Regions from separate parts of the Mus musculus genome. Here regions 2 and 3 are each linked to region 1. The links are chromatin contacts, called in public promoter capture Hi-C maps. All regions are on one chromosome and are shown on one strand. Each heading gives the region's core, a stretch centred on a gene start, on an enhancer-like site or on the middle of the called end of the contact. The rest is flanking DNA. Distances are from core to core; before and after follow the strand shown. Region 1 holds the start of Nxt1 (NTF2-related export protein 1). Region 2 holds the start of Fam110a (family with sequence similarity 110, member A). Region 3 holds the start of Dstn (destrin).

The links. Promoter capture Hi-C pulls out the DNA fragments that hold promoters and counts their contacts.
Region 2: a contact with region 1 is called in a promoter capture Hi-C map of liver, with 5 times the contacts expected there. The contact joins the promoter of Fam110a here to the promoter of Nxt1 in region 1. A contact is called at or near these places in 4 of 39 promoter capture datasets (cranial neural crest, liver, maxillary cranial neural crest and 1 more) and 1 of 484 Hi-C or Micro-C datasets (regulatory T cells).
Region 3: a promoter capture Hi-C map of pre-B cells shows a contact between it and region 1, with 2.6 times the contacts expected there. The contact joins the promoter of Dstn here to the promoter of Nxt1 in region 1. A contact is called at or near these places in 2 of 39 promoter capture datasets (cranial neural crest and pre-B cells) and 1 of 484 Hi-C or Micro-C datasets (CD4 T cells).

The regions. Positions count from the first base shown.
Region 1 is chr2:148,670,746-148,674,530 of GRCm38.p6, forward strand. It overlaps Nxt1 (NTF2-related export protein 1), which reads left to right and starts at 1,870. Exons shown (of 2, transcript NM_019761.6): 1 at 1,870-2,090.
Region 2 is chr2:151,978,517-151,982,349 of GRCm38.p6, forward strand. Fam110a (family with sequence similarity 110, member A) reads right to left here and starts at 1,703. Exons shown (of 2, transcript NM_146127.3): 1 at 1,477-1,703.
Region 3 is chr2:143,913,696-143,917,248 of GRCm38.p6, forward strand. It overlaps Dstn (destrin), which reads left to right and starts at 1,636. Exons shown (of 4, transcript NM_019771.2): 1 at 1,636-1,952. The coding sequence starts at 1,950. It also overlaps a transcript of Bfsp1 not described here.

The sequences.
Region 1 (3,785 bases), core at 620-3,119:
TCACATCACAATCACACTGATGATACCCAAAAGACACAGTGCTGAAGCTGCAAGTAACTATGTGTATGCCCAGCTTTCAACACTGACTCTAGAAACTGCCAAGTCCAAAATTGAAGAGTGGGCAAAGATTTTGCTTAGCATGCTGAGCAGGCCTTGTGTTCAACCACCATTACACAGACACTCACACATACACTGAAGGTGACAGTCCTAACACTCACTGACGGTCTGGACATGAGATATTATTTATGTCAAGTTGACAAGGGATGGATTGTAGTGGTTATTCCTGGTTGTCAGTTTGGCTATATCTGGAATGAACTACAATCCAGAATTGGAGGACACACCTGTGATCCAGATCTTGAGGCTGGAAGACACAAGTTTCTAACCTGCATCTTGGCATGGAGATTTTGGGGCATAGTGGCCATGAAAAGTTTAGGCTAAACAAGGTAGTACACACCTTTAATGCCAGGAGATTGAGGCAAGGAGAACCCTGACTAATATGGGGGTGGTGGAATGGTGGAGGAGGGGGAGGGGGAGGGGAGAGAAAGAGAGAGAGAGGGGAGGGGAAGGGGAGAGAAAGAGGGAGAGGGGGGAGGGGTGGAGGAGAGGAAGGGGAGAGGGAGAGAGAGAGAGAGAGAGAGAGAGAGAGAGAGAGAGAGATTCTATCCTCTAGAGAACCTTGACGAATACGCTCAACTGTGTCAGTGGCCAGTCCTTTAGAATCAGAGGCATCTCTAATCTCCCAAATTCAAGGGCTACTGAAAGAATAAAGGTCAAGTTCTCCCTCAGGAAAAGTCCTGGGACCTACCACTACTTTATCCCCAGGTTTACTACATATTTTTGTGTAACTACTGCTCCAAAGGCACTTATTCATCCTTGAAACTCAGACTCCAACTTAATTCTTTCAATAATGAAAACTTTTCACTCACTTAACTCCAGTGGGAAGTGACCTATATTGAACAGCCATTCTCGTTTCTTAAATCTAAAAACAAATGTTCCCTTAGTAACATGAGCAAAAGGAGCCGAGAGGTTGGTAACAAAATACAGATTAAAGTACTTAATTGAACAAAGCCACTTACAAACAGCTCTCCTAGCCGGGCAGATGAAGCAAAGAATCAGGTCTCAGCAAAGTTAGCTCTTTGGGTTTTGATACACGAAGCAGTTTCCCAATTTCCCACGCGAAATGGCTCCATTTCTATGCTAGGTATCTAGACAGCTCCAGATTAAAACAAATTCAGTGTCTTAAATGAGGTGGTACTGCGCCGCAGCTGGAGCCAGCAGGAAACTCAATTTGCACTGCATAGAAAGTCAACTACCATTGTCCCCTTGCCCGCCTCTTCGACCTCAGTTCTCACTAGACTAAAATTTGTTCTCTTATAAGTTCATCTGCTTGTCAACTCTAAGTAGCTTCACCTTAGGAAGGGTGCGCTCAGCTAAGATATTTGACCATATTTGACCACAAGGACTTCCACAGACTCTCAGATTTAGCCTTCCACCGGGTTCCTACACTACGGGTGTCTATGTGCTGGGTTCAGTCCAGAGCCTTATTGAAGCCATGCTGTTGTCTCCCTAGTTAGCATCAACCAGTGAAGCTCCACGTTGAAGCTTCACGAGTCTCCACAAGATATCATCCCAACACACACAGAAGAAGGGAGCCAGATCTAGCAAAGACAGATATCTCTTATTAACCAAGCCTTCCACAGCTAAGCGCGTTGACTCCACCCTCTCCACAACATCCAATCAGAGCTCCCTCAACCGGATCTTCTAGGATAGTGCCTAACCCGGAACCTACACTGTCTTTGCCGCCACACCTGGGCGGAGCCAAGTTTTCTACTGGCTCGCGTAGCTGCCCGTCGCGGGGAGGCGGGAGTCGACGGGAACCGGGATGCTAGCGCCTGCGCACATTGCAGCTTGCGGCGCGCGGGAAGCCACTACCGGCGCTTAACCGTTCCTCGCCTCCTGGACGTCGGCTTCTCAGGCGGAGCCTCTGGGAGGAAGAGGAGAACAGGAGAGAAACTCTTCTGGCCCGGGACCGCGACCGGGGCGGAACCCGGGACCGAGTCGCCTTGGCGGCGCTGACCGAGATCGAGCAGGTAAGTGAGCGCTCCTGCCTGGCCGTCTGGCAACGCCGCGGCACCAGGGACCTCTTCCCTTTTCTTAGGCTCAATAAGACATGGATGTTGTCCTTTCCTCCACGTGGTGTCTCTGCAACCTGGCATCAGGCTTTTTTATGTGCAGAACCGTGGCGGTGAGTTTGCCATACCCGGAGGAGAGCAGCAGTTTGGGGCCGGGGGATGTAAGAAGCGACTCCCAGCTGGAAATGAGGCCCGGGGCACGGCTGCCGTTTCTGAGGTCCAACTCCAGGAAACTACAGTATGAACCATGGGAGTGGAGCATCTTTCTGACTCTCACTCTACTATGTTTCGGTCGTACTGCTCTCTCCTTAAGAGAGAAAGATGACCGGGTTCTGTGGGTAGCTGAGGACCAGAAATAGGGGTGATCATCTTTGGGGGCGTGACCAATGTTAGGGCGAAGCATTGTGGCCTAAAGAAGTGGGGATGAGGTGGTTGGACAGAGAAATATGGTTACCTTGGAGAACATTGTTAAGCCAGCATCCCTAGAGCTGTTTTCATATAGAACTGCTTTCAAAAAAATCCTGGAACTTAGTAAGCATAGCTCTGACTCCCTTGCTTCCGTAGAATGAAGCAAGTAAGTTTGTAACTCTTTTTGTAAAGTTGTTACAGTGACTTGTGCAATGATGATTGAGGGAATGTACCTAAACTACTAAGCAAACAGCACTTCAGATTGATTGTTGAGTCGGAGGACCTTGGTGAGAGAGTGGCAAGAGCAGTATCAAGCTGGCTCCGAATTCATCTATAGGGCCAGCTTCCTCCTTGCTCTGTGTGGAATCCATCGTTCATAAACTGATAAGCTTAAAAAAATGAAACCGGGCATGGTGGCGCACGCCTTGAATCCCAGCACTTGGGAGGCAGAGGCAGGCGGATTTCTGAGTTCGAGGCCAGCCTGGTCTACAAAGTGAGTTCCGGGACAGCCAGGGCTACACAGAGAAACCCTGTCTCGAAAAACCAAAAAAAAAAAAATGTTGGCCCAGGCATGGTCGTGCACACCTTTATTCCCAGCACAAAAGGCAGAGGCGGATGTCATGAGTTCAAAGCCAGTGTGGTCTACATAGAAGTGGCAGAAATACATAGAGAGAACGTGTCTCAATAAAATAATAAAGGCTCTTGAAATGAAAAAGCATGTGTTCACAGCTTAAAGTTTTAAGCTTACTCTGTAGAGACCCTGTTTCTGGAAATTGGCAAATAATATAAATTACTTGTGTCCTATTTTCAGTAATATTGATCAGTACTAGGTTCTTTTAAGTGGAAATAGTTAACCATAGAAAAAATTAGCAGCCATTCCTGTTGTAAAAAGAAAAGCCATGCTGCTTATGTGATGGAACTTTAATGTTTTAAGGAACTGTGATCTTCCGGAATCTCCCTGAGACTGTTTGAATGCTAGAGCCTTTCTGCTATGGTGTCATGGCCCTGCTGGTCTTAAATGGTGGCCATTAATGCTGAAGACATAAATTCTAGTTAGTCTTGGGTTTACTTGTTATGGGCATTGTAACCACTGTCCTCCACTCTCCTGAGAAATATGCCATTCCCTGCATCTTCTGGGTCCTTGTTGGATTATTTCATGGTAGTCTTTTCCCATACAGGCACCTGCTCTCCTTTGTTGGGTCAGTAACCACTCACTTCTACAGCGGGAGACACAGGTTTTACTAA
Region 2 (3,833 bases), core at 453-2,952, 3.3 Mb after region 1:
TTTCCCATCAGTCCTTACTGAGGGCCATTCTGCGTCTGTCCAGTTCTTGCTTGCTGCAAATCACTGAAGCACGGAGGCACCTGTCATTTTGCCTAAAGTGAGGTAGCTGGAGGAGAGAGTGTGTGTGTGTGTGCTCATAACAATGCCTATGCTGGCTCTGCTGGCCAGAGTCCACCTGAGTGACACCACCCTATCCTGCTCCACCCCCAGCACAATACACAGCAAATGGCCAACAGATGTTGGCTTTGATCATCTTGATTCTGCAAGTTTCGGCCACCCTGACATTTTTGTGCCTGTGCTAAGCATCTCATTTGCCCGACACATTCCACTGGGGAAGATAATAAACTGCTTAATAAGACACCTCACGCATAATATGGAACAGACGCTACTGAGAAAAACAGGACACTCGGGGAGAGATCAGGCTACAGGAAGCTAGACGACGTGGAAAGAAATGAGGCAGTGGTGTAACTCATCTAGTAGATTGCTCTCTTAGCACAAACCAAGCCCTGGGTTCTATCCCGAAAATGGCACAGAACTGGTGTGCCAGTGGCACATGCTTGTCATCCGAGGAGGCAGATTTAGGAAGACGGAGAGTTCAAGACCAGCCTGGTCATACATAGTAAGATTGAGGCCAGCTTGGGCCATACAAGAGTTGGAGTAGGGAGCATGACACAAAGACAGATGGACAAGCACAGCTCCCCCAGAGCCAGAATGAGGCTCAGAGGAAGAGTAGTTCCCTTCATAAGAGATCCTCCATCGAGTCGGTGATTCCCTGTGTCAAGGACTGAAGACTTCTGCATAGTTAAGTCTGTGCCTTTGAGCAACAGCCTCAACTTCACAGAACCTCAGATTCCCCACCTACGAAACGAGATCAACAACAGGGGGGTAGGTAAGAGTCCAGCCTAAATTAGATGCTCTACTTGGGAGGGTCTGACCCTGCACCCAACTCTCAAGTCCAGTTCCAGCAACTCTGGCTTAGAGGTACCACACACACACACACACACACACACACACATCCACATGACTTCCAAGGCCTTTGGATCCGCAGTCCTAGGGACTCAACCCTGCCCTGCAGTCCTAGGGACTCAACCCAGGGAGGCCCTCTGAGAGGGCAGCACTGGGAACTGGGACTCTGTAGAACCCTGTAAGGCAGAAAAGTTGCGAATGGGGAGGGAATGGTATATGTCCTGAAGGGGAACTCCAAGGGCCGGTAGGGCACGGGTAGCCTAGCCCTGGGATCCCCTGAGCCACGTCTTCCCAATAAGCCCCTTAAAGAGTAACCCGCGGGGTTCCTCTGATCGGCCAGGAGCGGGAACTGCAGAGTGGGAAAGGGAAACAGCCTGGATCCTTTGCTGGCCCCCTGGGCTGGACACTAGACACGAACTCTCCTCTGTCGACCCCCTGTACTGAGACTCTTGCCCGGGTTAATGCGTGGGCACTGCCCCGGGACCCTCCGCCTCCTACCCCCATGCTCACCTGCAGCCCACGTCCAGAGGAATCCCGCTCCTCGCCGGCTGCCGAGGCTGACAGCTGGTGGTCCCTGCAGACCTGAGAAGGCTACTACGTGTGAAGACCGGCGAGCTCTTCCGAGTGGGACGCCCTGGCTGTCCCACGATTCCCTCCGGGAGAACGTCCCTGGGGCCCCAGAGGAAAGGGAAGTGAGCCCGCCGTCCCCGTTGCTGCAATGGTTCGCCCCGGACTTCCTGATTGGCCCGTCGCTTCCGTTCGAACGGCGCGCCACCCGGGTTGCCAGGCAACATCAGGAGCCGCAGATGCAGCAGGGCGACTGCTGCCCGGAGCCCAGCTGGCCGCTTGGCCTTCCGGCTGCCCAGGCCTTGGCAGACCTTTCTTCTCTTCCAGCTGGACTTCCTCGGTCTCCAGCTGCAAGAGTTACTAGTCCCAAATTTGTTTGCTTGGTTTTGCACAGGCACTAGTACCAATATTTTTGGGGTTTTGAGGCAGGGCCTTCACACATAACTAGCCTAGCCCAGGCTGGCCACAACCTCCTTAGTACTAGGATTATAGGTCTATGCCATACCTAGCTTTCTCTCCCTTCACTTTTTTCTTTGGAGGCAGGGTCTCACCAAGTTGCCCAGGCTGACTCGGAATTCATGCGTTTTGCCCAAGTAGTCCTCACACTTGCTGCCTGACTTAAGTCTCCCCATGAGTTGGTACTAAGTGACCACCCCCCAAACTAGGCCCTACTTCCAACTCAGCAGCTACCTCTCTGTGTGTTTACCCACAATCCTCTCTCCCTCTCTGTTCCCCTAACCTGAAATGGCAAGTCAATCCTCAAACGGGCACACCCGTAGCTCCCACTGTGCTTATCAAAACCAGATCAATTATAGACGTCGATCCTGGGAAAGAAGCTGAATCGAGCTTTCTACATAATTCTTGTCAGGACTCATGACCCAGCTCTGAGGTACCTACCTTCAACGCCGCTTTCCAGCTGGGAATACCATGCATTAACTTACAACGATTAGATTAAACGACATTTAAGAACAATGGGAGAATGCTAAGGAAGTGTCATGTTTTAAGCATACTTCAAAACTCTCTGTACAGCATAGATAGATATTAAATACATAACCATACTATTTAAATAAACATAGCCTATTTACAATAACAAACAGCAACTAATTCCTTTACACTTAAAAGATAATACTTTTATTCATTCATTGAGAATTTAATACATAAACACAGTGTATTTTAGTCGTATTTACCGCACTCTCTCCCCTTAACTCCTCCTACACCCACCCTCTCTTCCTCCTGTTTTTGTTTTTTTAAAAGGCACCAAGTCTAATCTGCTGCAACCCTTTAAAAAACTGACTTTCCTTCCCCCAGAAACATTCAGCTATAACTAACTAGCTCCTCCAGTGGGGGCTCATAGCCTCTCCCCTCTCTGTACTGAAATGTTAACTGGCTTGATCATGTACAGACAACCACAGCTGCTGTGGTTTGCCGGCGCAGTGGCCCTGAAGTGCCCACAAGAGTCTGTTTTACTCTGGTCCTCTCTGACCTCTGGCTCTTACAGTCTTTCCGTCCTGATTTGATACATATTTCACACCGGTGGCAGAGCCCTCCACAGACTCTTATTCCCAGCCCCTCGACCAGTTGTGCTGTCCATGGCACAGAAAACCTTCTCTGATGGCGTCTGTAAGCTGCATTAGTTTTATGGATATAGAGTGAATTTAGAAGGCAGTTTGATAGTGTGACCATTTAGCAAATAATAGCAGTAGGTTCACCCTGGGACCAGTAGGCTCCCTAACCATGGGTTCTTGGCCAGATTTGCAATACCAGACATGCACATCCTCCTGTGGAACAAGCTGTAAGTCCAACCAAAACGCTGTTGGCTACCACGAAAGCATTTGTGCCTTGCTGGTCACTATTGCAGTTCAGAGGATTCACATCTGGGTAAGACTGCTGACATCTCTTCTCTCCCAGCAGCCTACACTGCACCTCTGGCTCTGTGAAAGCTAACCTGCAGGAAAGATGCTGCCTCTCAGCACTTAGCTTCTTATTCATACTTCTGTGACATTTGCAAATTTCCAAGTCTTGAACTGTCACAGAATTTTTTAAACTTTTGTTTGTATGTGTGTGTGTGATGCATTCATACATGTGTATTGCAGGATATTTGATCACACTGTGAACCCCCAGACTGTGTTAGTTACTGAAAAAAAAAATCTGTCTCTAGTTGTGGTGTGGCTCAGCCCTTAGCACACACCTTTAATGCCAAACAACAAAGGTGAAGTTAGTTTGTAGAAGGAAGCATCGATGTTTGAAAGTGATGTCTAGTTGAGCGGCAGATAAAGTGATGAATCAGAGAAAGATTTGAC
Region 3 (3,553 bases), core at 386-2,885, 4.8 Mb before region 1:
CATGAAAGCCCAAGAAAGGTGTCCCCTCCCCGTTCCCTGATTTCCATGAAGTTAATGATTATGGAAAGACATAAAACGGATTCGCTGGAAATATGTCAAAAAAAAAAAAAATCCAGGCTGGCAGGTGATAGGAACACAGTTACTGGGCAAATCCATAAGGAGAGGGAGTGAGGCTAGAGGCAGAGGAGCCAGAGAGACTTGCTTAAGATTCTGGAAGAAGCTGGGTGGTGGCGGCGCACGCCTTTAATCCCAGCTCTTGGGAGGCGGATTTCTGAGTTCGAGGCCAGCCTGGTCTACAAAGTGAGTTCCAGGACAAAAAAAAAAAAAAAAAAAAAAAAAAAAATCTGGAAGAAGGCACAGAAAATTTTATGCAGTAAACAGCATTCTTGTATTTGGACAGGATTGTGGAGGACGAAACACCAATGATAGGTTGAACCGTCCTTAAATGAAGTCTCATTTAGTGGGGTCAGAGTCCTGAGCAGAAAAAAACAAAAAACCAACCCCAAAAAAAAACAAAAATAAGCCAGAAGGGTTCGGGCTGCAGCTGGATGTAGGTTCTTTCTCTTCAGTGTGATTACCAATTATTAATACCAAAGACTTGTTAAAAGGGCAAACTCTTAGGTTACATTCTAGGTGCACGGAGCCAGAACTAAGAAATCTTTGAGCAAACTCTCCAGGTGATTCTGACGCCACTGCCGTAGCCTGCCAAACACCCCGTGGCAATGCAGTAAGGGATTAGAATTGCCACGACTTGCCTTTAATCTTAAGAAAGAAACAAAACCCTTAAAACTAATGGGAACCGCGGTTTGCTACCTAGGGTAGATTTTTTTTATATAGCGCCCAGAAAACAGAAACAAAGAAAAACAACGATCATGTTGCCCAAAAGCCTTCTTAGATAATTAAGACTTTTTTTATAGAGATCCTGATGTTCTCGTTGCCTAAATTCAGTTCAAAAGTGAGGTGATCATCCCACGTCTTACGAGTTCCTTTTATTCGCTACAAAAACACCCGGAGAAAACAAGGCTAGGATTGCGGGTGGCCCTGTGGAAGCAGTATTTCCGTGCAACCGCCCTTTAGGAAAACACAATTCCCCAATGAGAAACCCCCAAGCGCAGCGGCGGGGCCCGGCCCACAGTCCCGGGCCACGCGGCGTCCCCCACGCACCCCCCGCGGGCCACTGGGCCTCCTCCCAGCCCGCTCAGAAGATAAACAAATCACTCCTGTTTTCCAGTCCTGGAATAAGCGCTGACTCACACAGCACTTTGATCAGCCACGGTCGCCTCAGGAAGGAGGAAAACTGTGCAGATTTTTCCCTCTCACGCGACGGCCCGAAGTGCCGCGCTGACCAATCAGGACTGGGTGGTGGGAACAGCACCAAAGTAGGTAAAAAAATGCGGGTCGCGGTCCCTGAGAGCCGTTTTGAGAGTTCTCGTCGCCAAGCAGAGCACCCGCCCACCGGCATTCGCCCCGCCCACTCCGCGCCGGGGCCCCGCCCCTAGCGGCGCGCACACCTGGCCAGGTGGCGACTTCCATGTATGGGCAAAGGCCGCGCGGTAGGCGGGGCATCGCGTGGTCCCGCCTCCAGGGCAGGGCCAGATTCCCCGGAGCGTCCTGTGTCCACCCTTCACGGAGCAGCAGCCCGGGCGCTCCTCTGGGCGGGGAACCCATGCACTCCCCTTAACTGGAGAGGGGTTTCCAGTTGTCTGGAGACTATTGGGACTCCTGGGTGGGGCCTGTCTGGGGAGGCCGGCCTGTTGCGTAGCAACGGTGGGCGGAGCGAGGGGCGCGCGCAGCCGCAGTCTGGCTGGAACTCGTGCCCGCCCTTAATAAGCTCGAGCTGCCGCGTCCGCCCTGCGCCTGCTCTCCTGCTTTTGCTACCCGGAGGACGAAGGTGCACAGACTTTGCCGTCAGGCTCCTAGCTCTCCTCCCGAAGTCCGCCCCAGCGAACATGGTGAGTGATCCTCGGGCGTGTGCTAAGGGAGGGGTCGGTTCCAAGGCAGCTCCTGGGCGGCATCATGCCCACCGTTCCAGGCCGCCGCCCGGGATCCCCTTCGGCCCGGCCTCGCTGCCTTCGATCCCGAAGTCGGTAGATCCCCGGGATGGGCGGCCGAACCTGAGACCATCCGTGTGGGCGCGGTTTTCTCCAAGGCCAGCTTGGTGACCCGTGAGCTTTTCCAGCCCTTTTTACTGAGAAGGAAAAGGATTTTATTGAACACTCTAGAGGGCGGAGTAATTGCTAGTGAGCGTGATTAAGAACCGGGTGGCCTTGCCGTGGCTTTGTTTGTCGTATCTGGCAATCAGCTTCAGTGGCACTCTCGTTGGGCTTGTCAAGCTTGGCAGTGGCTCTTTTAACCCTTCCCTGCCGGGTCCATTCATCCATGCTAGAAATTTGCCTTTACCTGAGAACAAGGCTTTACCACAACTTTGGGTGCAAGTCCTGGACATGATGTTGTTGCTTTTCAGATGCAAATTTAAAAACTTTCAGAAAGCCCGTATAATTACTCCAGCCCTTTAAAAAGAGAAACATTCGTTGTATTGAGATGGTAGAGATTTTGCTTAATTTACAAACTTCTCTACCTCCAAAGTGTTACTCAAATCGGTTGTAAAACAGTATCTCAACTGGGCGATCAGGTGGAACATTTTGTCACTGTAGTCTGCACAATGTTACCATTTTTGGTCAATGATTTGCTGGCAAGGCCTTGCCTCACTGCTAGAAATACTATCCTGTTGCTACATCTGTGCGCCGGGAAACAGTTGGTACCCACTTATCTGTCTACAGAGTGTTTTCACTGAATAACAACTTTGGTTTTTTCTTAGGATATAGCAACTGGCTTGCAGGTGCAGGCTGGCTCATTAGATTAAATGGATAGTTTTCTTGAAAACGGACCATGCTTAGCTGTGCCTTGATATTAAGTCATGTTTGGGTTTAATGCTATGAGCTACAAATATTTCAGACCTTGAAGTCTGTTGAACCTCAGCAAGATTTTAAGTGTATGTATATGTTGATTTATAGTAAAGACTAAATCCAAAGGTTTTGAGTGCTGATAAACTTTTAAATTTGAGCACTCAGTGTAATAAAGTGAACTGGTGTCTGCTCTCCAGTCTTCTTTTAGTTGAGAATGCAAAAGTATTTAAAACAGGGCCAAACATTCTAAACGTAAAAGCTTGGCTTTAAAGCTTAATTTTTTGTTCGGTGTACATTCAAATAAAATGAAAATAGAGTCTGTTGGATTTCCTGGTACTTGGGGGAGACAAAAATAAAAACTAAAGGTGGGTTCATTCTTACATCCAAGTACTGATATATTTATTATGGTCTGAGGACTTGGGTACGGGAGTGCCACGGTGCTTTGAGGAGCCAGTTTTCCTTTCACTGTGGGTTCTGGGAATTGAACTTAGGTTGTCAGACTTGCCTGGCAAGTACTTTCACCTGCTGAGCCAGTTTGCCAGTTCTGGATATGTTTTAAGAATGAGGAATTTAGAACACAGACTTTACTATGTTTGGTTTTATAAGCACAGAAGATCTCCATTCAGTCCAGCTATTAGAGAATGGGG